Linked DNA regions of Mus musculus: regions 1, 2, 3, 4, 5 and 7 are each linked to region 6. The links are chromatin contacts, called in public HiChIP or PLAC-seq, capture Hi-C and promoter capture Hi-C maps. All regions are on one chromosome and are shown on one strand. The core of a region is the stretch at or near the end of the contact, and the rest is flanking DNA. Distances in the headings are between cores, read along the strand shown.

Evidence for each region. Promoter capture Hi-C pulls out the DNA fragments that hold promoters and counts their contacts. HiChIP or PLAC-seq counts read pairs in DNA pulled down with a chosen protein or histone mark. Capture Hi-C pulls out chosen DNA fragments and counts their contacts.
Region 1: a promoter capture Hi-C map of liver shows a contact between it and region 6, with 5 times the contacts expected there. The contact joins the enhancer-like site here to the promoter of Pmpcb in region 6. A contact is called at or near these places in 10 of 39 promoter capture datasets (the 3T3-L1 cell line, the C10 cell line, cranial neural crest and 5 more), 3 of 115 datasets of contacts at active chromatin or transcription factors (astrocytes, craniofacial prominence and embryonic stem cells) and 1 of 9 other capture datasets (embryonic stem cells).
Region 2: a contact with region 6 is called in a capture Hi-C map of embryonic tail, with 6 times the contacts expected there. The contact joins the promoter of 5031425E22Rik here to the promoter of Pmpcb in region 6. A contact is called at or near these places in 7 of 39 promoter capture datasets (the 3T3-L1 cell line, cranial neural crest, embryonic stem cells and 4 more), 9 of 115 datasets of contacts at active chromatin or transcription factors (the NIH/3T3 cell line, astrocytes, cardiomyocytes and 4 more) and 1 of 9 other capture datasets (embryonic tail).
Region 3: an HNF4G HiChIP or PLAC-seq map of pancreatic cancer cells shows a contact between it and region 6. The contact joins the enhancer-like site here to the promoter of Pmpcb in region 6. A contact is called at or near these places in 2 of 39 promoter capture datasets (hippocampal neurons and pre-B cells) and 3 of 115 datasets of contacts at active chromatin or transcription factors (embryonic stem cells, large pre-B cells and pancreatic cancer cells).
Region 4: a promoter capture Hi-C map of embryonic stem cells shows a contact between it and region 6, with 5 times the contacts expected there. The contact joins the promoter of Srpk2 here to the promoter of Pmpcb in region 6. A contact is called at or near these places in 5 of 39 promoter capture datasets (the 3T3-L1 cell line, cranial neural crest, embryonic stem cells and 1 more).
Region 5: a promoter capture Hi-C map of 3T3-L1-derived adipocytes shows a contact between it and region 6, with 6 times the contacts expected there. The contact joins the enhancer-like site here to the promoter of Pmpcb in region 6. A contact is called at or near these places in 10 of 39 promoter capture datasets (3T3-L1-derived adipocytes, the SN4741 cell line, cranial neural crest and 6 more) and 1 of 115 datasets of contacts at active chromatin or transcription factors (astrocytes).
Region 7: a contact with region 6 is called in a promoter capture Hi-C map of embryonic stem cells, with 4 times the contacts expected there. The contact joins the enhancer-like site here to the promoter of Pmpcb in region 6. A contact is called at or near these places in 8 of 39 promoter capture datasets (the 3T3-L1 cell line, 3T3-L1-derived adipocytes, embryonic stem cells and 4 more) and 1 of 115 datasets of contacts at active chromatin or transcription factors (astrocytes).

Annotation. Positions count from the first base shown.
Region 1 is chr5:23,413,516-23,416,215 of GRCm38.p6, forward strand. The region is part of intron 1 of 5031425E22Rik (RIKEN cDNA 5031425E22 gene); the gene reads right to left. Among named protein-coding and RNA genes, the nearest start is that of 5031425E22Rik, 18 kb to the right of the region's middle. Within about 2 kb of position 1,371, at least 155 of the 459 cell types and tissues checked have an H3K27ac peak or open chromatin away from gene starts, as enhancers often do. A contact at or near this core is called in astrocytes, embryonic stem cells and liver, where this site is marked.
Region 2 is chr5:23,431,943-23,434,642 of GRCm38.p6, forward strand. 5031425E22Rik (RIKEN cDNA 5031425E22 gene) reads right to left here and starts at 1,394. Exons shown (of 3, transcript NR_165300.1): 1 at 1,268-1,394. It overlaps Kmt2e (lysine (K)-specific methyltransferase 2E), which reads left to right and starts at 2,522. Exons shown (of 26, transcript NM_026984.2): 1 at 2,522-2,700.
Region 3 is chr5:23,717,850-23,720,549 of GRCm38.p6, forward strand. No RefSeq gene overlaps it. Among named protein-coding and RNA genes, the nearest start is that of AI506816, 6.5 kb to the left of the region's middle. Within about 2 kb of position 1,277, at least 72 of the 459 cell types and tissues checked have an H3K27ac peak or open chromatin away from gene starts, as enhancers often do. A contact at or near this core is called in pancreatic cancer cells, where this site is marked.
Region 4 is chr5:23,674,709-23,677,408 of GRCm38.p6, forward strand. Srpk2 (serine/arginine-rich protein specific kinase 2) reads right to left here and starts at 1,259. Exons shown (of 16, transcript NM_001359173.1): 1 at 1,150-1,259; 2 at 1,012-1,066. The coding sequence starts at 1,165.
Region 5 is chr5:23,522,848-23,525,547 of GRCm38.p6, forward strand. Srpk2 (serine/arginine-rich protein specific kinase 2) reads right to left here. Exons shown (of 16, transcript NM_001359173.1): 10 at 2,649-2,700; 11 at 1,301-1,768. Among named protein-coding and RNA genes, the nearest start is that of Kmt2e, 90 kb to the left of the region's middle. Within about 2 kb of position 1,299, at least 18 of the 459 cell types and tissues checked have an H3K27ac peak or open chromatin away from gene starts, as enhancers often do. A contact at or near this core is called in 3T3-L1-derived adipocytes, where this site is marked.
Region 6 is chr5:21,735,903-21,738,602 of GRCm38.p6, forward strand. Pmpcb (peptidase (mitochondrial processing) beta) reads left to right here and starts at 1,258. Exons shown (of 13, transcript NM_028431.2): 1 at 1,258-1,374. The coding sequence starts at 1,276.
Region 7 is chr5:23,651,118-23,653,817 of GRCm38.p6, forward strand. The region is part of intron 2 of Srpk2 (serine/arginine-rich protein specific kinase 2); the gene reads right to left. Among named protein-coding and RNA genes, the nearest start is that of Srpk2, 23 kb to the right of the region's middle. Within about 2 kb of position 1,429, at least 19 of the 459 cell types and tissues checked have an H3K27ac peak or open chromatin away from gene starts, as enhancers often do. A contact at or near this core is called in embryonic stem cells, where this site is marked.

The sequences.
Region 1 (2,700 bases), core at 121-2,620, 1.7 Mb after region 6:
TAGATTGAGGAGATAATATCAGTGCTCTGACTCTGAGCTTTATGCTGCTTTGAAAATACCAAACCTAGTCTGCTGAAGAAGAGACGAACTTAAAAACAAACAAACAAACCAACCAACAACCCAGGCCTTCTTTGGACACTGATGTTTTGCTGAGGCTACTGGAGATGGTAAACTAGCTCCTGTTTACTCTTTCTCAAAGTCCCAGAAACCCTAGTGCCCCGCGCCAAAACAGCAGACCTTAAGAGTCCACAGAAGGCTTACTGGGATTATGAAAGAGGCTCATTTGTTTTCAAACTGTGGTCCCTCCACCCAGAGTCATTCCACTCCCACGCCAGTGTCTGCGGCTTTGATTGCTAACTAACCATCCACCCACAGAGACTCTAACATTGACTGGGATCCTTCAAAGAGGCCAAGGTATAAAGCAGGAGGAAACTATTAAGAACAGTGTTAGGAGTTAAGGGTTGAACATCAGAACATCAGAGAAAAAAGGCAATTAATAGAAATCTCCTGCTTGGCCTAAACTGAAAGGGAACATGGGTATGGAAAGTGTGTGTGTGTGTGTGTGTGTGTGTGTGTGTGTGTGTGTCCTGCTGTTGGAAGGACTGCAGAATTTGTGTCCACCAAGACAGAACTTTCAGTGCTGTGGCCCAGCTTGGCCCAGGACAGCTCATAGCCCAAAGCGCTGTAACCAGGACGGCTGGCTGGCGTGTGAACCCCATTCCCTCCCGCTTTGTCTAGATTTCTTTTGTATGCTTTCACTGCCAGATTGAAGTTTTCCCAGCTGGAAGGCTTGGGATTTGCTGCGTATCCCCTGGGGAATAACTAACAGCAGCTGCCTTCTTCTTGCTTCTCCAGCTTAGAGGATCAATGGATGACACAAACAAAAGGTCCCCAAGAAGAGATAATGTCAGAACGCCTGTGCCAGCCTTCCAAAACGGTGAGGTATGGCAAAACTATGAGCCATAATTACCATTACAGCAGGGTCAGATAAGTGGGCTTTCTTGGAAAGCAAGAAACTTAAAAAGAAAAAAAAAAAAATCGCTGGGCGTAGTGCCTCAAGGAAGCCCAGATTCTTCTTTGTCAGACTCCCACAAACGGCACTCAAAGTTCTCATTGCAGTGTTTCTGACAGCTGTTTCCATTGGCTTTAAATAGAGGCAGCTTTAGGTCAGAAGTCTGACTGCCACTTAAGAGAGCCACTAGGAGTTTTGTGTGGAAAATGGGATCGTACTTTGCATCTTACTGATCAGAGCTGTGAAGGTTAAGTCATGAATATAAAAATGCTTAGTACAATGTCCTGACATTAACTAGGGCTCAATTAAAGGTTAACCAGTTCACAAGAAAACAAATTTGGCCTATCACTAAGGAAACAGAAGGGAATTTGAGACAACAGTCACATGTCTAACACATGGCACACAGGAATAATGGGCCTAGGGACACTTGGTCAAAGACTCTGGTCATTCACAGGTCATAATCACCCAGTGCTTTCCTGAAGTACATGGGTTCCTGGGGAGTGGGGCTGAGGAGGTAAAGTCTAAGTACCAAAGTCCTTGACTACCAATGCAAGATAAGGCTACAAACAAGAAATCTTTGGGGCTATTTCATGTACCTGGCTCGATTTAAGTACTATCTACCACTCTTTGTCTTGTTTTCTAAAGTCTACCATACAGTCAACTCTAACATGGAAAGGTCAAATTTAGATGCTGAGCACATGCAGTTTATCTAAGTGCTGTGACAGATGCAAAGAAAACCAACATGCTCCCAGGCTGCAGAAATGGTATGACTATCTCATTAAGCAGCAGCTTGTGGCATGGCTCTGCAGCTAAAGGCACTCTGTCTGCAAGCCTGGTGACCCGAGTTTGATCCCCAGAATTCACAGTAGGTTGGAGAGCAGATTCCAAACTTGTCCTCTGCCCCTTTCCAACTTAATAACGATGGTCCTAGAGAAATTAGAGTTATATCTAGGAATTATTCTTTCCCATTGAACATTGCTCTCATTCTCTCAACTAGCAGAATTAGAACACCTGCTTCTTTACCTTTATTAATATTGGCTATATCAGGCCTCAAGTATCTTATTACACTCAAGACCTTAGATTTGCAATATATAGAACTAGGCTCCTCCTACATTACTAGGCTCCTCCTACATTACTAGGCTCCTACTGTGTCAGGTGCCCACATTACAGCTCCTTTAGCTTTAGATGATCCCAAGCTGGCACTTCTATCTATCATCACTTTACACTAGGAACCTGAAACCTAGAAATACTGAGGAGCTACAGCGCAAAGGCCACAGCCTAGGTCATCTCTTGGCCAAGTGCAAACTATTGTAGCAGGAAAGGGTCTCTTTGGATGCAATGGAAAGCAAAACGAATTACACTGCGGTGGTAAACAATTTAATCTCTTTTAGCTAAAGATAAACTATGCTTTTATAAAGTAACCCACTAGAGGGCGCTAAATACACAAACTGCGACCAGGGCTTTGCAAATGTCAAGTCTCACACTGGTACAAGATATATAATCAGCTATGGCTTCAAGCCAAAAAGGCTCTCCTCAGAAGAAGCATGATGCATTTTATGATAAGGTGTTGTGTACCCTTGTCCCTCCAACTAAGGAAGAGAAGAACAACAAAAGACCTCAAGCCCCCCAAAGCTTGAAGCTGTATGTCGAGCAATTAATAATCTGTTTCTACTTGATACTGACTGCTG
Region 2 (2,700 bases), core at 144-2,643, 1.7 Mb after region 6:
AACCAAATCTTGATTTCCAACTACAAAGAGTCTACCGCTAAAAATAAACATAAATTAACATAACCATGGCCCAGGTTAATGAAGTTTCTAGGCCTAGTAGGCATTCATTTTCTCTCAGCACCAAATACAGTGTTTTGTTGAAATAGTACCCAGGCAGAGCCTGTAATCCTAGCAATAGGAGGGTGGGCAGGAGTATGAGTTCCAAGCTAGTCTAGGCTATTAAATAGCAAAACCCATTCGAGCCCTCATTCCCATCCCTAAGTCCCACTAAAAATACGTTTTATGCTATTGCAAATGTGCTTTAAAGACGCAGGATAGAGAGCTTTAACGAATATTTACCAGAAGCATTTGTAATTCCATTTTTTATTTTTAAAAGGACGACAAAATGCAACGTGAAGTATAGAAAATGACCTTTCAGTTTCATACAGAACAAAATACTAAAATTACTAAGAATACTTATATTTGAAAAGGCAACCCTCACCAGTAAGATTACTTAAACTCTCTCACGGGATGTACAGACAGGGAGGGTAATGAACACAAAGAATCTAAGGAGAAGGTTTGACAGGGCCCTTCCGTTCAGACTGTGATGCAGTCCTTAATCGCTGTCTGCCTAGAAACCCTAAGTGTTCCTGGGTGTTATTCACTTGCTTTCAAACTCTGAGAATGCTGTAGTCTTCTATTCAGACCCCCCAAACTTTATGTTTTGTCTGAAATAATCAACACTCCTACCTGTGGTGCCTTCAGAGCCTAACCTGTCCTTGTTACCCATACCAGTGACACTCAGGGCCTCCTAGTTGGCTTACAGGAGGGAACTGCCACCTTACGTAAGCATACTTTGCAAGGAGAAAGGCAGATATAAGAAGGCGTCAAACCTTCTCCTCCACCAGTGGCTGGCACACCCCGAAAGGAGTGTCCTTTCAGGGGCTCCCCCCCCCCCCGCAGCAGTTCTGCTGCGGGGAGTGGGGGAGGGGAAGAGCTTTCAAACAGTCATCTCTTCCTCTTCGGGCAGCCAACGCCGACCGCACCACCATCTCCTCCGCCCAAACCCGGTCCCCTCCCCCGCCCTGCCTGGGTCCCCGCCAAACCCCACAGGAATGCAGCCGGTCACATGCGCTGCGGCGGCGGTGGACGTGCCTCTCCCCCCGCGCCCCAAGGAGACCCAGCGCCATCTTGCCCTGACGCAGTTACAAAAGTCACAGGAGAAATTGCGCCTCCACGGCCGCACCAGCGCCCCAAAGTCTCGCAGAGGCCGAGCCAGGGCCCTCACCTCGCGCAGGGAGAGGAGCAAAAGGTCGGGGAAGAGCCTTGCGACTTCCTTCGGCACTGCTTGGGTTCCACAGAAGACGCGGCGACAACGATCACCGTCATCACTTCTCACTCTCTGCCTTTGCAACAGCCACCCCCGACGACTCTGGCCCCACCCGCTGCTGCAGCATGAGGTCATCGTCAGCCAATCCCTACGCGCCCGACAGAAATCACCAGACGCCGATTGGCTGCCGACACCGCCTCTGCCTCTCCCCACTCCTCTTACGGAGCACCCAAGGTCGTGCTGCGGGCCAAGAAGACGGAAACCGCCATTCCGGGGAAAGGCCCCCAAAGCCAGATCCGTAATCGCTGTGTGATTTTAGTGGAGAACCCTGTTTTGTTCCTTGGCCTCCCCTTTTCGGTTCGAGAAACCAGCTCTGTCCCTCCCTCGTTTAATCACCGCCACACAAACGAACTCCCGCTCCCCGCCCAGCACACTGTCCCGCGGCGGGGAATCCTTCCCCGGTGCTAAGAAGTATAGGAGGCGGCGGCAGCGACTGCACCGGCAGCGGCAACGGCAGCTTTTACCCCATACACGGTGGCAGGGAGGCGGCGCTGACGATGGCTGCAATTTTTTCTGCGGCTTCTCCCCCCGACCTCTTGCGTTTCTCGCTCCTCCATCGAGACAGCGCGGGACTCGCCAGCTCCGCTTTTATCCGGTGCCCGGAGCCTGCGCACTGGAGCCTCCTCAGCCACTAGTGGGCGTCGAGTGACAATCCGACCGGGCTCACCCTGAGCTGGCAGGCCAGGCCGGGGGGAGGGGGCTGCCGGGACTGAGGCTGCTTGGGGGGTAGGAGCAAGTGCATCACCTTAGGAAGTGATGGGAGGGGGGTCGTCCCCGTCCCTGCTGTCATCCTTCTACCCACTAGTAGCATCCTCACGCTCACCTACATCCAGGCTTGAGGGCTACTCGGGGACAACGGGTAAAGAGCCAAGCCCACCAGCTAGCAAGACCTCCCCAACCGTCGGCGGATGGATGAATGCACCTGTTGTGGGAAAGACGGAGTGTCTGGCCAGCTCGCGGCCTCTAGCGTGACGTCTCCACGCCTCGGCGGAGAGGCCGCGTCGGGCCGCAGCCCATAACCAAGATGGCGGCGAGTAGCTTCGTCCCCTCCCCCCTGCCCCTGCGGAGCGGGGCGGGCGGGCCCCGTGCGCTTGCCGCCGCCGCCGCCGCCGCTGCCGCCGCCGCCGCCGCCGTCGCCGCCGCCATTTTCCCAGAGCGAGAAGCAGTGACACTGAGCGGGCGCAGGGGGCCGAGTCGGAGATCGAGCCTGCGTTCGGGAGCGGCAGCAGAGGGGGCATAGACACTCGGAGCAGCCTCAGCGTCTCCTCGTCATTCCTGCCGTGGCCCGCAGTGCCCGACTCTTGGGTTCCCACTGAAGACGCTGCGCGCTG
Region 3 (2,700 bases), core at 27-2,526, 2.0 Mb after region 6:
TGATATAGATAAGCATAGGCATGGAGGAGGGTATGAGTGTGGAAGTGGAGACAGGAAAAAGATAGATAGGGCTATAACTGTCCACTTTCCAAGGTTAAGAGATCCCTAAACTGAAATAAAGAAGAAGACAAATTCTTACTCAAGGAAGCCAGTTGAAAAATAGATCAAAAACAGACAGGTAGATGACAGAAAGTATATGGGGAAGAAGATTGTGGGGGCTGGGGGGTGGAGAGATGACTCAGCACATAAGAGCACTTGCTGTTCTTCTAGAGGACCCCGTTTTGAAACCCAAACCTCAGTTGGCAGCTCACAAGTGCCTGTAGCTCCAGTTCCAGAGCATCTAACAACCTCTTCTTGCCTCTGAGAGCACATGGTAAACAGACAGCTATATGCATAAAATGCAAATAAATAAATCTAAAAATGAGGAGATAGACAGATAGGTAGATACCAAGAAAACAGACAGGAAGAAGGGGTCTAAAGTGGATGAAGGCATGACACAAGGTGGACAGGGATGATAATTGGGCCTCCTGTCTCCTTGCCAAGTTCTCCACTCTGTTCAGGACGACTAAATGTTGAAATGTGGACTCATACCAAAATAAAGGCAATGCATGGTGTTATGGAGGATAAAAAAGAAAATGGATGGATGGGGAGAGAGAGGGAGGAAGAGAGAGAGAGAGAGAGAGAGAGAGAGAGAGAGAGAGAGAGAGGCACTGACACTGGATGAGTTGGTATACACTTGTAATCCCGTCACTTGGGAAGCTAAAGCAGGAGGATTATGAATTTGAGGCCATCCTATGCTACAGAATGAAATCTTGTCTCAAAAGTGAAGACAAGGAGGAAGCAGAGGAAGAAGAGGTATAAAGGAGGAAAGGAGATTTTTTTTTAAAGATAGTGTAGCCAGAGGAGGTAGCATTGTCAAGGTAGATTTGCTAGGTGTCTCCAAGCCAAGAGAAGCATGGTCATGAGTAACCAGGTCCCAGGGTTCAGCAGCAAACTCCAGAGATGACACCAATCTGGGAACAGTGATGTCTTAATGACGTCACTGTCCTGAAGGCAGCTCACACCACAACTCAGGCAGATGTGCACATGGAGGACACAGGTCAATTATTCCCACCCCCGCCGTGAGCCTCTCCACCCTGACACACCGCAGATTCCATCTGAGGAGACACCAAACAGAAACACCAAGCAGAGGAAGCAGAAACCCAAACACTGGACCTTTTGTTGGGGTCTGAGAGTCACTTCACAAACCACAGGAACACCATCTCAGTCAGACTGGGATGGTTTACTGAACACACACCCTAGTGTTGATCAGATCAGGGACATAACTCAAAGTGTCTGAACTACAACAACAAATATCTCTCATATAAAGGAAGAAAAACCACAAAAACCACAATGAGCTCATATACAGGTGCAGGAAGTATTGCCTGGTGGTCAAGCTCTGACTCATAAATACACATAAAAGAAAAAAACATACAAAAAGGATTCAGTCATGAAGAGAGAACAATTCTAAATTCTTTCCACCAGTTCTGATCCTCACATGTCTTGTGAGAAATTTCCTAAGAGGCTTAATGGAGCAGATTCTCCCCTCCTTTTTCATGCATGTGTGTATGCATGCTGGGACATACTGTGTGTGTGTGTGTGCGCACATGCATATGGCAGCCACGGGACAGCCCTCAGGTGTCATCCTTAGAAGCATCTGCAAGACAGAGTGACTCTGGCCTGGAGCACGTTGGAAACAGGTGTCTTTCTCCTCCTTCCACCCTTCCATGGGTTCTGGGATTGAACTCTTCAAATACTGACCCACTGAGCCACCTCACTGCGCACTTCTCTGCCCTTCTTTCCTCTCTGTCCCCAGCCCTGCTGCTTCCCGATTATTCTCAGGGATCAGAAAGTTGATAGTTGCAACAATATATCTTCACATTGAATCAATGGCAGATGTGATTCCCTTCTCCAGCCCACCTCTCCATCTTCTATGTACCTTAGAAGTAGGAAGAGAAAACTTGTGACAAGTCAGTCTCTGTGGAAGGAGTGTCAAGAAAGCTGCCTCTTAGTTCATGTTGGTTTTCACTTAAAACTAAAATGAGGAGCTGCAGTCTCGTCTAATCAGTAAAGTATTTTCCCAGCAAGCTTGAAGACTGGATTAGAAACCTAGTACCCACATTGAAAGGGGGAGGGACAGTTTTTTTACAGAGGCACTTGTCTCTCACACCAGTGCTGGGAGGTATGGGGGGGCGTGGTGGTCTTGGTACTCATAGGCATGCACTAGGGGAGCCTGGGATGGTAACAACACAGGCTTGGTTCTTCAAGAGAAAGAATGTAAAATCAAACCTGTTTTCCTCCCAGGAGCCTTGAGCAGACATACTTTCTAGCTTGGTAACCTCTGTACAATCTGGGTGGCTGAAGACTTTCTGATGCTGGATGCTCCTCCAGAGCCATTCTTGTAAATTTGTTTTTCCTCAGGCAAGCAACAAAACCTCCTGTTACGGAAGGTGTCACACGTACTTTACAAAGAGTTTTGATGTAGTTTCTTTGTTCCACAAAGAGATGTAGGTATGGTCCTGCAGTGGTGGCCTGTGGGAACTATAAGGGGCCGGGGAAGGAGGAGGGAGGGAGGATAGCCTACGTCTGGCCAGAGTTCCTCTTATGCTCTGGGTAGGTGGATGTGGGAGGACTGTCAGACGCTTTTCACTCGGCCTCTGG
Region 4 (2,700 bases), core at 9-2,508, 1.9 Mb after region 6:
ATCCCACCCCTTGCAAAATAAAGATAGACAAATATTTCGTAATTTTATTAAAGGCGAATTCTGTCTTTCTCTATAGTACCAAAGACACCACACAAATTTCTTGCGCAAAAGGAACAGCGAAGCAAACAATGTGAGCAAAGATGTTGATAGCTGGTCCAGCAAACCCAGAGAGAGAGGAAAGAGAAACACGCGGCGGCGCTCTGACGCCTAGGAAAACCCAGCTCTCGGGGAAAGGCTTCTCCGACAGCAGCTGCCCAACTGGGCTGCAGGTCCAGGCTGGAGGTGGCTGGCGCTGGCACATTTGAAATATCATAGTCGGTGGATCCAGTCCGGAGCACCACGCGGGACCCGCCCGCGCACACACCCACAGCCCACTGCAGCAAGCGACCTGGGCGCAGCCGCAGCACGCAAGTAACGCTCGACCCGAGCAGAAAGTTTCGAATGAAAAACCCGAGCGCCGAAACGCACCGGTCCCGGAGCTGAACTCACGCCAGGAACAACGCCCGGAGCCAAACCACTTGACAAGCAGCTCGGGTTTTCAGCTGGCTGGCCCAGGCGGGACCGGGAGGTGGCAGAGGCGGCAGCGCACTGGCTCCCGCAGCCCAGGTGTCAGCCGCGCCGCCGCCTCCCTCCCGTGCCCACTATCCGACCCGTGCGGTACAGGCACTGGGGTGCGGATCAGGGATGTGGATAAGGGGCTCAGGATACGGATCAGGGACGCCGATCCGGGGCGCGGGATGAGGATCGGGGACGCGGGGCACGGGGCACGGGGCGCGGGGTCGAGTGCAGAGCCCGGGCGGCTCGCAGGCTGACGGGCCAGGTCGCGGCTCCGGAACCCGCGGCCGCGCGCCCCTCCCCCCACCCCTCCCCCGCCGGGGCACGTAGAGCCGGCGCCGCGTCCCGGGAGACCCACCGCCCGCGGCCCGGGGACCGGGAAGCTCTGCCTGCGCGGCCGCAAGCAACATTCAGCGAGGCGGGGCGGGGTCGGGACCAAGCGCCGCGCGGACTCACTTTTTCGGATGTTTCTCTCTTTTCGGCCTCCGCTTTCGGGCCTGAATGGCCAGCACTGGGGAGAGAGAAGACACATTAACGGTCGGGTTGGCCGCCTGCGTGCCGCGAGGCGGGGCGGGGGCCGCTCGCGCCGCTCACCTTTCCTGGAGCTCATTCCGACTCGGGGCAGCCAGGCGGGGGGCTCCGCGGCGGAGGCGGCGGCGACGCGACAGTCAGCCGCACCGGGATGCAGCCTCCACTCGCTCGCCGGCCGAGGAGGCGGGAACCGCGCCTGCGCCGCCGCGGCCTCTCCCGCGGGGGCCAATGAGACCCGCCCCCGCGGCCCCGCCCCGCAGCCCCGCCCCCTCCGCGCCCCCCTCCGCAGCTCTGGAGCACGGGGGTCCGGACCCCGGCCGCGCCCTTATCACTCGCTCGGCGGCCCACCTGTGCTGAAGGGCGGTTGCGCGCTCACGGTTCCCCGCGCCCACGGCCCCCTCGCCCACGGCCTCCCGCGCCCACGGCCTCCACCTCCTTGCTTTTACGGCCGCCGCAGGCCACCCGTTCCCGGGCACTAGGCCCAGCCGCCGACCCTTCCTCCCAGCCACCGCTCCGCACCCCGGCTGGTCGTGCCGCACGCCTCTCCATGCGCTCTTCCTTGGCCAGCGCCTTGGCGGGTCTCTCGCCACCTCTCTCAGGCGGCCTCCTCTATCCCTTTGCATCTCTACATCCTTGCATCCCTATGAGCGCCGCTTCCTCCTCTCCGGCGGGCGTGGAAAGGGCACAAGACCAAGAGCTGAGGAACCTGGGTCCTTGAGTGTCTGTGTGACCTTGGAGAAGTGATTTTCCTCTCTTTTCCTACTCCATTAGGCTGCGTGAGTTTAACGAAGGAAAGATGCACACAGCTTAAATGGAAAGTTTGTCACAGAAAGCCTAATTTTCTAAATACCATGAGATAAGAGCCTAAAACAGCAATCATGCCAAAAAGTGATTTTTTTTTTCTTCCTCCTATAATGGGGAAACTAAACCCTAAATAGGTCAAACAGTTCTACCAGCCTGTATTTCTATTCAGGCCTGGCTGGTTTCTCTTTCTGCCTTCCCAGGCTACCTGGTTTCTCTTTCTACCTTCCAAGGCTATCTAAGATGCAAATCACGCTGACTGACACGTAGTTACCACTTCAGTGTTCTCTTGTCTCTTTGAACAATTACAGTATCTTAAAGATACTGGTCCTGAACACTCAGTCCTTCATTGGTTACAATTGTATCGTTGAGTTACAACTGTATCACTGAGTCTTACTCTAAAGATGTCCCAACAAACAGGAAAGGCCGCTCCAAGTTTGAAAAGATTTTACTTTCTCCATTTTTTTTTTCAAAAAATCTGAAACATACAAGAAAAATGCAGTAATCGGCACTATTAACCCACATTCACTAGGTTTTTTTTAAACGTTTCTCCACAGTTGCTCTGTGTGTGTGTGTGTGTGTGTGTGTGTGTGTGTGTATGCATATGGTGTATTTTGCTGAGTCATTCAGTAGTTTGCAGACTGTTACCCTCCACCCCAAAAGATTTCAATACATATCTACTAAAAGCAAAGATTTTTTTTTTCTACATAATCAGAACGTTATCACTCTAAGAAAATCCAATAAAATATGTTTGGCGACATTTTTTTTCCAACCCAAGGTCATCCGTTACTGTTAGTGCCCATGTGTTTTTAA
Region 5 (2,700 bases), core at 49-2,548, 1.8 Mb after region 6:
CCAACTGTCAGTAATTCCAGTTCCAGGGCATCTGACGTCCTCATACAGACACACATGCAGGCAAAACACCGATGCACATACTTTTTTTTTTTTTTTTGGTTTTTTAAGACAGGGCTTCTCTGTGTCACCCTGGCTGTCTTGGAACTCACTCTGTAGACCAGGCTGGCCTTGAACTCAGAAATCTACCACCTCTGCCTCCCAAGTGCTGGGATTAAAGGCATGTGCCACCACCGCCCGGCTCTTTTCAGTTTTAAACACACAGATGTGTAACATACCTTTAATCCCAGCACTTGGGAAGTCGAGGCAGGCAGATCTGAGTTTGAGGCCAGCATGGTCTACAGAGTGAGCTCCAGGAGAGACAGGGCTACACAGAGAAACCCTGTTTATAAAAACAAACAAAAAACAAAACAAAACAAAACAAACAAAAAGAAAGCAGGATTTGGGGCTGGAGAGATGGCTCAGAGGTTAAGGGCACTGACTGCTCTTCTGAAGGTCCTGAGTTCAATTCCCAGCAACCACATGGTGGCTCACAACTATTCTTTTTTTTTTTTTTTTTTTTAAGAATTATTTATTTAATGTATATATGAGTACACTGTAGCTGTCTTCAGACACACCAGATCCCATTACAGATGTTTGTGAGCCACCATGTGGTTGCTGGGAATTGAACTCAGGACCTCTGGAAGAACAGTCGGTGCTTTGTAACCGCTGAGCCATCTCTCCAGCCCCTCACAACCATTCTTAATGAGATCTGACTCCCTCTTCTGAAGTGTCTGAAGACAGCTACAGTGTACTTACATATATAATAAATAAATATTTAAGAGAAAGAAAGAAAGGAAGGAAGGAAGGAAGGAAGGAAGGAAGGAAGGAAGGAAGGAAGGAAGGAAGGAAGGAAGGAAGGAAGGAGAATTGTATAAACAAGGTCAACTATCTAATAAAACACAAGTTCTCTCTTGGTATAGCTGAAAGCAGACAGGTGTTCCCTTAGAGAGAAAGAAAACCCAAAACTACTACTACCAGCCAGAAGAGGATTGGTGTCTAGAAAGGTATGAGTTTGGTAATGGTGCAATGCATTTTAACTATGATGTCATTCAATAAATATACAATAAATAAAGAAAGCCCAGGGATAGGATTTCAGAGAGTAAGAGCAAGCCTAAAGGACAGATATAGTCTAAAGCATTGTATTTTCTCTTGAATATACAAGCATTAAAATGTAAGGGTTTCTCTTGCCCTCTCACTCCCTTCACAGTGTCTGCCAAAGAGCAAGCAGAGCAAGCAGACAAAGATGCAAAAGGGCACTTACTTTTTGGCAAATCTCCAGTACTAGAGGCTGAAACTGTCCTGCTTCTGTCATGGGAGGGACTGCTTTCCTCCTGCTCGGTAAGTGGCGATCCCTCTGAAATCACAGAGCCACAGGCCACAGGTTCTAAGGGCCCAGAAAACAACGGTGTGGGAAACTCTGAAGTCTTATGTTGTCCATTTGGCAATTCACCATTGAATTGTTCATAGGAGCTGCTATACGTGTAATCACTCTCTGCATTTGGCTCATCGAGGTTATACTCCTCGGGATTTGCACAGTCATCTTCATCGTCCTCTTCATCCTCCAGCTGCTGCTCCAGTGAGAACGGGCCATTTTCAATATGGCCATTGGCTTTCGGGGACTCCACCCAGGTAGGGTCTAAGTTTGCAAGTTCCTGTTCAACATCATCTTCATCCTTCTCCGCGTTCTCCTTCTCTGCATCTTCTTTCTCTTCCTGGTCTTCAACTTCACCTTAAAGAAGATGAGAGTAAGATCAAGAGTCATGGCTCTCCTTTCAAAGTAGTTCTAGTTAGGCCTCATACCAAGAGACCCGTTTTTTTATACTTTTCTAGTTGTTTTTTTTTTTTTGAGACAGGGTTTCTCTGTGTAGCTCTGGCTGTCCTCAAACTCAGAGATCTGGCGGTCTCTGCCTCCTAAGTGCCAGGATCAAAGGCCTGCACATGCACCACACCTGGCTAGGAGCCACTTCTAACGGACCTCAGAACATGTCTTTTGTTTGCCAAGGCAAGGGAGCTTTCTAAATCTTGTTTCTGCTCATTTAATAATGAGCCCTCTCATCAGGAACAAGTTAGCTCTGGGGGGTAGGGGGAATTACAAGTAAAACTGGACTTTCACTTCAAGCCCTTCTTTTTCTTTTTTGAAGATGTTTACTGTACCTGATCTTTAGTGTGTGAACCCCCTTACAGCTGGAGTTGTAAGTGGCTATGAACAGCCTGACACTGTTAGTACTGGGAACCAAGCTTGGTTCCTCTGCAAGACTACTGATCCATTTTTCCAGCCATTAACCCTTTCTTCTGCCATTTTAGAATAAGAGCTGTGCTGCATTAAAGTTAGGAAAAGGTTAATCACAAAATGAAGAAAGGGTCATCACAGCACTAACACGTTTCTCAGACATCCTCCTTCCCTCTCAAAGCCTACTTTGAGATGTTGGCATCCACCTGGCAGATATTTTGCTGCCCCCATCTCCACCGAGAAGCTCAAGAAAGCCGTCCTTAGTGCCAATGGCGGTGGCAGCTCAGATGCTCTAAGGCACTCTGTGGCTCAGAGATGAGCCCTGTGTGCAGCTCCCACACACCCAGCAGCCCTCCCTCCTGCTCCGAGCTGTACTGACCATTATCCTTTGCTGTCTCTTCCTCAGTTGTGTCCTCTAAGTCGGCTGCTTT
Region 6 (2,700 bases), core at 8-2,507:
GTTCCTGGTTTGGACGTTTGACTGGTTGTCACCATTACAGCTACAAACTGACAATGAGGCGCCCAAGGGATTTTCCTGTCTTTTTGGCTTTTCGAGACAGGGTTTCTCTGTGTAGCCCTGGCTGTCCTGGAACTCACTTTGTAGACCAGGCTGGCCTTGAACTCTGAAATCCGCCTGCCTCTGCCTCCCGAGTGCTGGGATTAAAGGCGTGCGCCACCACGCCCGGCCCGGATTTTCCTGTCTTGTTGTTAAATGGTGAATAGTTAAAAGAGGAGGCTGGGTGGGAAAAGGATACCTGAACGATAATGTAAATTAGGTATTAGGCAACAAGGGGTCAAGTTAGACAGAACTCCAACTTCTAAAGTTACAGCGCACACTCTTTAGTGTTAAACAGCCTGTTAGGCAGCCAATACCTCAGTTCCCACTGTAAAATTAGCAAAGTAATAGTCGCTTCCTCACAGAAAAGAGCTTGCTAGGGGCTTGCAGGCAGCTCAGCGGGTAAAGTCACTTGCAGTGCAAGCCTGTCCACCTGAGTTCCACCCCCAGAATTCATGCAAAGGTAGAAGGGGCAACTGATTGCATAAAGTTGTCTTCTGACCTCCACAAGCTTGGAGTGGCATGCACCCACCCCCTCCCCATAATAAGTTAAATAAAAAGCTTTAATTTTAAAAAGTGCTTGCTATTTTCGTTAAGCCTCAAACCCTGGGACAATTGGCTAAAGTGGCTATTTGACAAATTTTAGTTTCATTAGAGTGTATGTGGATAAAGAGGCACCCAGGAACGGGTAAGAGCAGTTTGTTTTGGCAGAGCCCTAAGACGTGGAAGTAAATAACATTAAATCATGGTAACAGAATGTAAGATTATGTTTGTAAAGCGTCTGTCTTTTAGTAGCAATCTCGGCAAAGGTATTCCTATGGAATAGAATAAGCAACGCTATAAACATTAGAACAACGAAGACCAACATGATAGATCCTTCAATGTGTCTGTCCCTCCCGCACTGGATCTCTCTGATTAACTCCAACCGCCTGGGGATACATGTTCCGTTCACTTTGTCCCTTGTGTGTCTTGCACATCATTTCTACAGACCTGATTATTTGGAGCGAACTGGGGAGGGAGTCAAAGGGTGAAGGGATTGAGGGTTCTAAGCCCAGACACAGAATCAAAGGAATTTCAGAGACTGCAATTCCTGCTGCCGCCACAGGGTGGAGCCAGCCTCTAGTTCTGGGGCCTGGAGTCATGACCCGGAAGTACATCTCCACTTTCTCCACCGCAGAGATGGCGGCGGCCGCTCTATCCCGGACGCTGTTGCCAGAGGCCCGGCGGCGCCTGTGGGGATTTACACGAAGGCTTCCGCTTCGCCGCGCCGCTGCTCAGGTGAGTCTCGCTCCGCCGTGCCCCGGCGGCTCCCGGTGTGCTTTGGGCCGGGCCTCCGGATCCGCTATCCCGGGGCGCTGCGGCCGGGCGCAGAGGGGGCGGGGCGGCTGCTCCCCCTCCACGCCACCCGCGGGAGGTAAGAAAAGGAGCCGTGGACCCCCAAACCAGACAGCGCCATCCTCAGCCCATGGACACCCAAACCAGACAGCGTCAACCTCAGTTCATCCGAGTTTTATCCCAGCGTTTTCCTTATTTGAGAGTTGTCTTGCTCCAAAGGGATCTCTCTCTCTCTCTGTGTGTGTGTGTGTCTGTCTGTCTGTCTGTTAGTTTGCTATTACCAATGTTATTGTATGTCGGGCTGTTCTCTCTCGAGAAAAGGAAACTAGGACAAGCGCTTTATGAATTTGAAGTTGGGTTTGCTTTTGGTTTTGATATTTTGAGACATCGTTGTTACACAGGGTTTCTCTGTGTAACATCTCTGGCTGTCCTGGATCTTGCCCTGTAGATCGGGCTGGCCTCAGATCCGCCTGCCCCTACACAGTAGGGCACAGTCAGGTCATGGTGTATTATTTGATCAGGGAGCAGAAAGCCTTTGGGTCACAGAAGCAGGACAGTGCGGGCTCGTACACATTTCTTAAGTACCTGTGGCTGTGGCTGTGAAGAAACCACGACCATGGCAACTCTTATAAAGGAAGACACATTAGCTGGGGCTGCTTACAGTTCAGAGGTTTCGTCCATCATCATCAGAGCAGGAAGCATGGCAGAGTGCTGGCAGACGTGGTGGAGAAGGAGCCAAGAGTTCTACATCTGGGTTGGCAAGAGATAGACACAGACAGACAGACAGACAGATAATGGACCTGGCTTGAGCATTTTAAACCCTATAACCCACCCCAGTGGCACACTTCCTCCAACCTTCTAGTAGTCTCTCTCTCTGATGACTAAGTGTTCAAATCTGTGAGCCTCTGTGGTCCATTCCTATTCAAACCACCACTGTGTCTGGCGGTTAGGTCAGTCTCAGGTTTTTGGGTCAGGGTTTAGGAAATACGTTTTTCTCATTTCAATATGAAAACATGAAAAAGCTGCTGAAGCGTCTGTAGTCAAACCAGTTGGCCCGAGAGCCTCTGAAGCATCTGTCCTGTTTCTGTCTGTCCTTTGTGAACAGGAGCATCCCGTCTGTCTCACTTCTACACAGTCAGTTTTGTATTGTTATTTCAGTTTCTTGACTTTTTGTCCTTAGTGAATATGAAGCATCTGTAGGAGAGGTAGCTGAATCAGGGTGCTTGTTGAAGGGTAATGTGCTAACTGCTCCCGTTCTTGGAGAGAAAG
Region 7 (2,700 bases), core at 179-2,678, 1.9 Mb after region 6:
CACCTATATGGTGGCCCACAACCATCTGTAACTCTAATTTCCAGGATATCTAACACCATCTTCTGGCTTTCACTGGCACACGTGTGGTACACCTACATACGTAGGAACAAAACACTCACATACATAAAAACTAAATCGTTTTAAAAGATGCTATCAATTGTATCTAATCCTTTTTTCAGATAAGCAAGTGGTCTCTTAGCACTCCAGCCCATACGTTTAAATGCTTATACTTTCTCTTCCTCCGTGGTGTGTCATGAGGCTAGTTTTACTGTGCATTTAAGGAGAAATAGCATTGCCTATGCTCCCAAAAGACAGTCTGCATTCTCTCTTCTCTCACTCAGAATCACTAACACCCACATACATCCCTGACAAGGTACAGGAGCAAATCACAGGAGCTGATGATCCTATTTTACTAACTACCTCTCCTCACCTTAACGCTTCTGACACAGCAGTTCTCAGCCTGTGAGTAGCAGCACCTTTCCGGGTTGAATGACCCTTTCACAGAGGTCATCTAAGACAATCAGAAATAGCAGATATTTACATTACAACTAATAACAGGAAGAAAATTACAGTTATGAAGTAGCAACGAAATAATTTTATGGTTGGGGTCACCACAACATGAGGAACTGTGTTAAAGGGTTGCAGCATTAGGAAGGCTGAGAACCACTGTTAGAACACAAAATTTCAACTGGCTTAGGGCTGGGAAGATGGCTCAGTATACCAGGTGTTTGCCATGGAAGCATGAGGACCAGACCTCAGATCCTAGCGCCCACACAGAAGCCAGGAGAATGTGGGCCTCTCTGCAATCCCAGATCTGTAACAGAAACAGAGTCATCTCTGATGGAAACTGGCAAGACAGGTTCAGCTGGAGATCCTGCCTTCATTAGTAAAGTAGCGATCAGTCAGGGACAACCACTAGCTTCCACTCACACCCACACACCTATACACTTCCACATATACAAGGGCACACACATGACGTTTTCCAATTCAACACTTTTTAAAAAGTGAGCTACAAATATGAAATGAACCAATTTTTAATGTATTTAACAAAATATAAAAATTTTAATCGGTAAAATTTCTTTAATGTTTCTCATTTTATAAAACCTGCTAGGGGCTAGCAAAGTAACTTAGCGGCTTAAAATGCTCGCTGCTGAGGCGGACCATCTGAATTTGATCCTCAAGAAAAGAACTGAATCCTGCAAGTCTCTCCTTGATCTCCACAAACACACCGCACATGCTCACATGTGAGCACACACAATAAAGAAGTATAGAAAAGAAACAATAGTTTGTAAGAGTAATAACACTTTTTTAAGAATAAACAAAACAATACCCGGAGCATGCAAAGGCATGCCTGTAATCCCAGCAGTACAGAGGCTGAGGCACTAGGAGCGTTCCTGCTCAGGCTCGACTTGCAGGCAGAGACCTGTCTCAGGAAACCAAACCCGGGCAGGGAACGGAGCTCAGCTGCCACGGTGCTTGCCTAGAGTCCTTTCCAGCCCTGCAAAAATCTGCACTCCCAGCACTGGACAGGCATAAGCAAAGGAACCAAAGTTAATGTCATTCTCAGTACAGAAAATTCAAAGCCAGCTGGGACCCTATCTCCAAAACAAAAATTAGTACTATCCTGAGATTAAAACGCAAATTCTCACAAATAGCAACCAGTAAGGTTACTTCTACCACAATGAAAGCCAATAAGCAAGTTAAATATATCTTATAGTCGAGATAAAAATCAGTAATATTTTTACCATTTAATTATTTTAGCTTTTAAACTAATTTCACAAAAATATTACAAAAGCTTATCTCCCATCAGAAGCTACACAATGGCCCTCAAGACCAGGCAGTGGTGGCACATGCCTTTAATCCCAGCACTCGGGAGGCAGAGGCAGGCAGATTTCTGAGTTCGAGGCCAGCCTGGTCTACAGAGTGAGTTTCAGGATAGCCAGGAATACACAGAGAAACTCCATCTTAAAAGCTTATACCTACGTCTATTCAGTAGAAAAAAACAGACAATGTTGCTAAGACAACACACAAAGTGGGCTGAAAATAGAACTACTAACGTAAACAGCTGGAACCGAAATTGTAAGGATAAGTCTCCAGGGTTTTATGAATTCAGCAACAGATTCTTAAGATACATTTAAAAAAAAAAAAAAGTATAGGCAAGGCCTTCCTGATGATCCAGTGAAAAAATCAGGAAGCTATATATCCTGAGAATTTTGCCCACCCTCACCATCTCCTAGCTCCAGACTTGCAGCTCATGTGCTGGCTCTCCCTAAAGAAGACTGTTACAGAGAACAACTGACTTAAGAGGCCCACAACCTGGGGCTGGCTAGTCGGCTCAGTGGTGAAGAGCACTGACTGCTCTTCTGAAGGTCCTGAGTTCAAATCTCAGCAACCACATAGTGGCTCACAACCATCTGTAATGAGATCTGATGCCCTCTTCTGGTATGTCTGAAGATAGCTACAGTGTACTTACATATAATAATAAATCTTTGGGCCAACCAGAGTGAGCAGAGGTCCTAAATTCAATTCCCAACAACCATATGAAGATTCACAACCACATGTACAGCTACAGTGTACTCATACATAAAATAGATAAATCTTTAAAAAAAGAAAAAGAGAGAGAGGTCCACAACCCAAATGACATGTTTACAACCCTACTCAGGTACAAGAGAGGGCAGAAGATTTTAGGAGCTGGAGGAT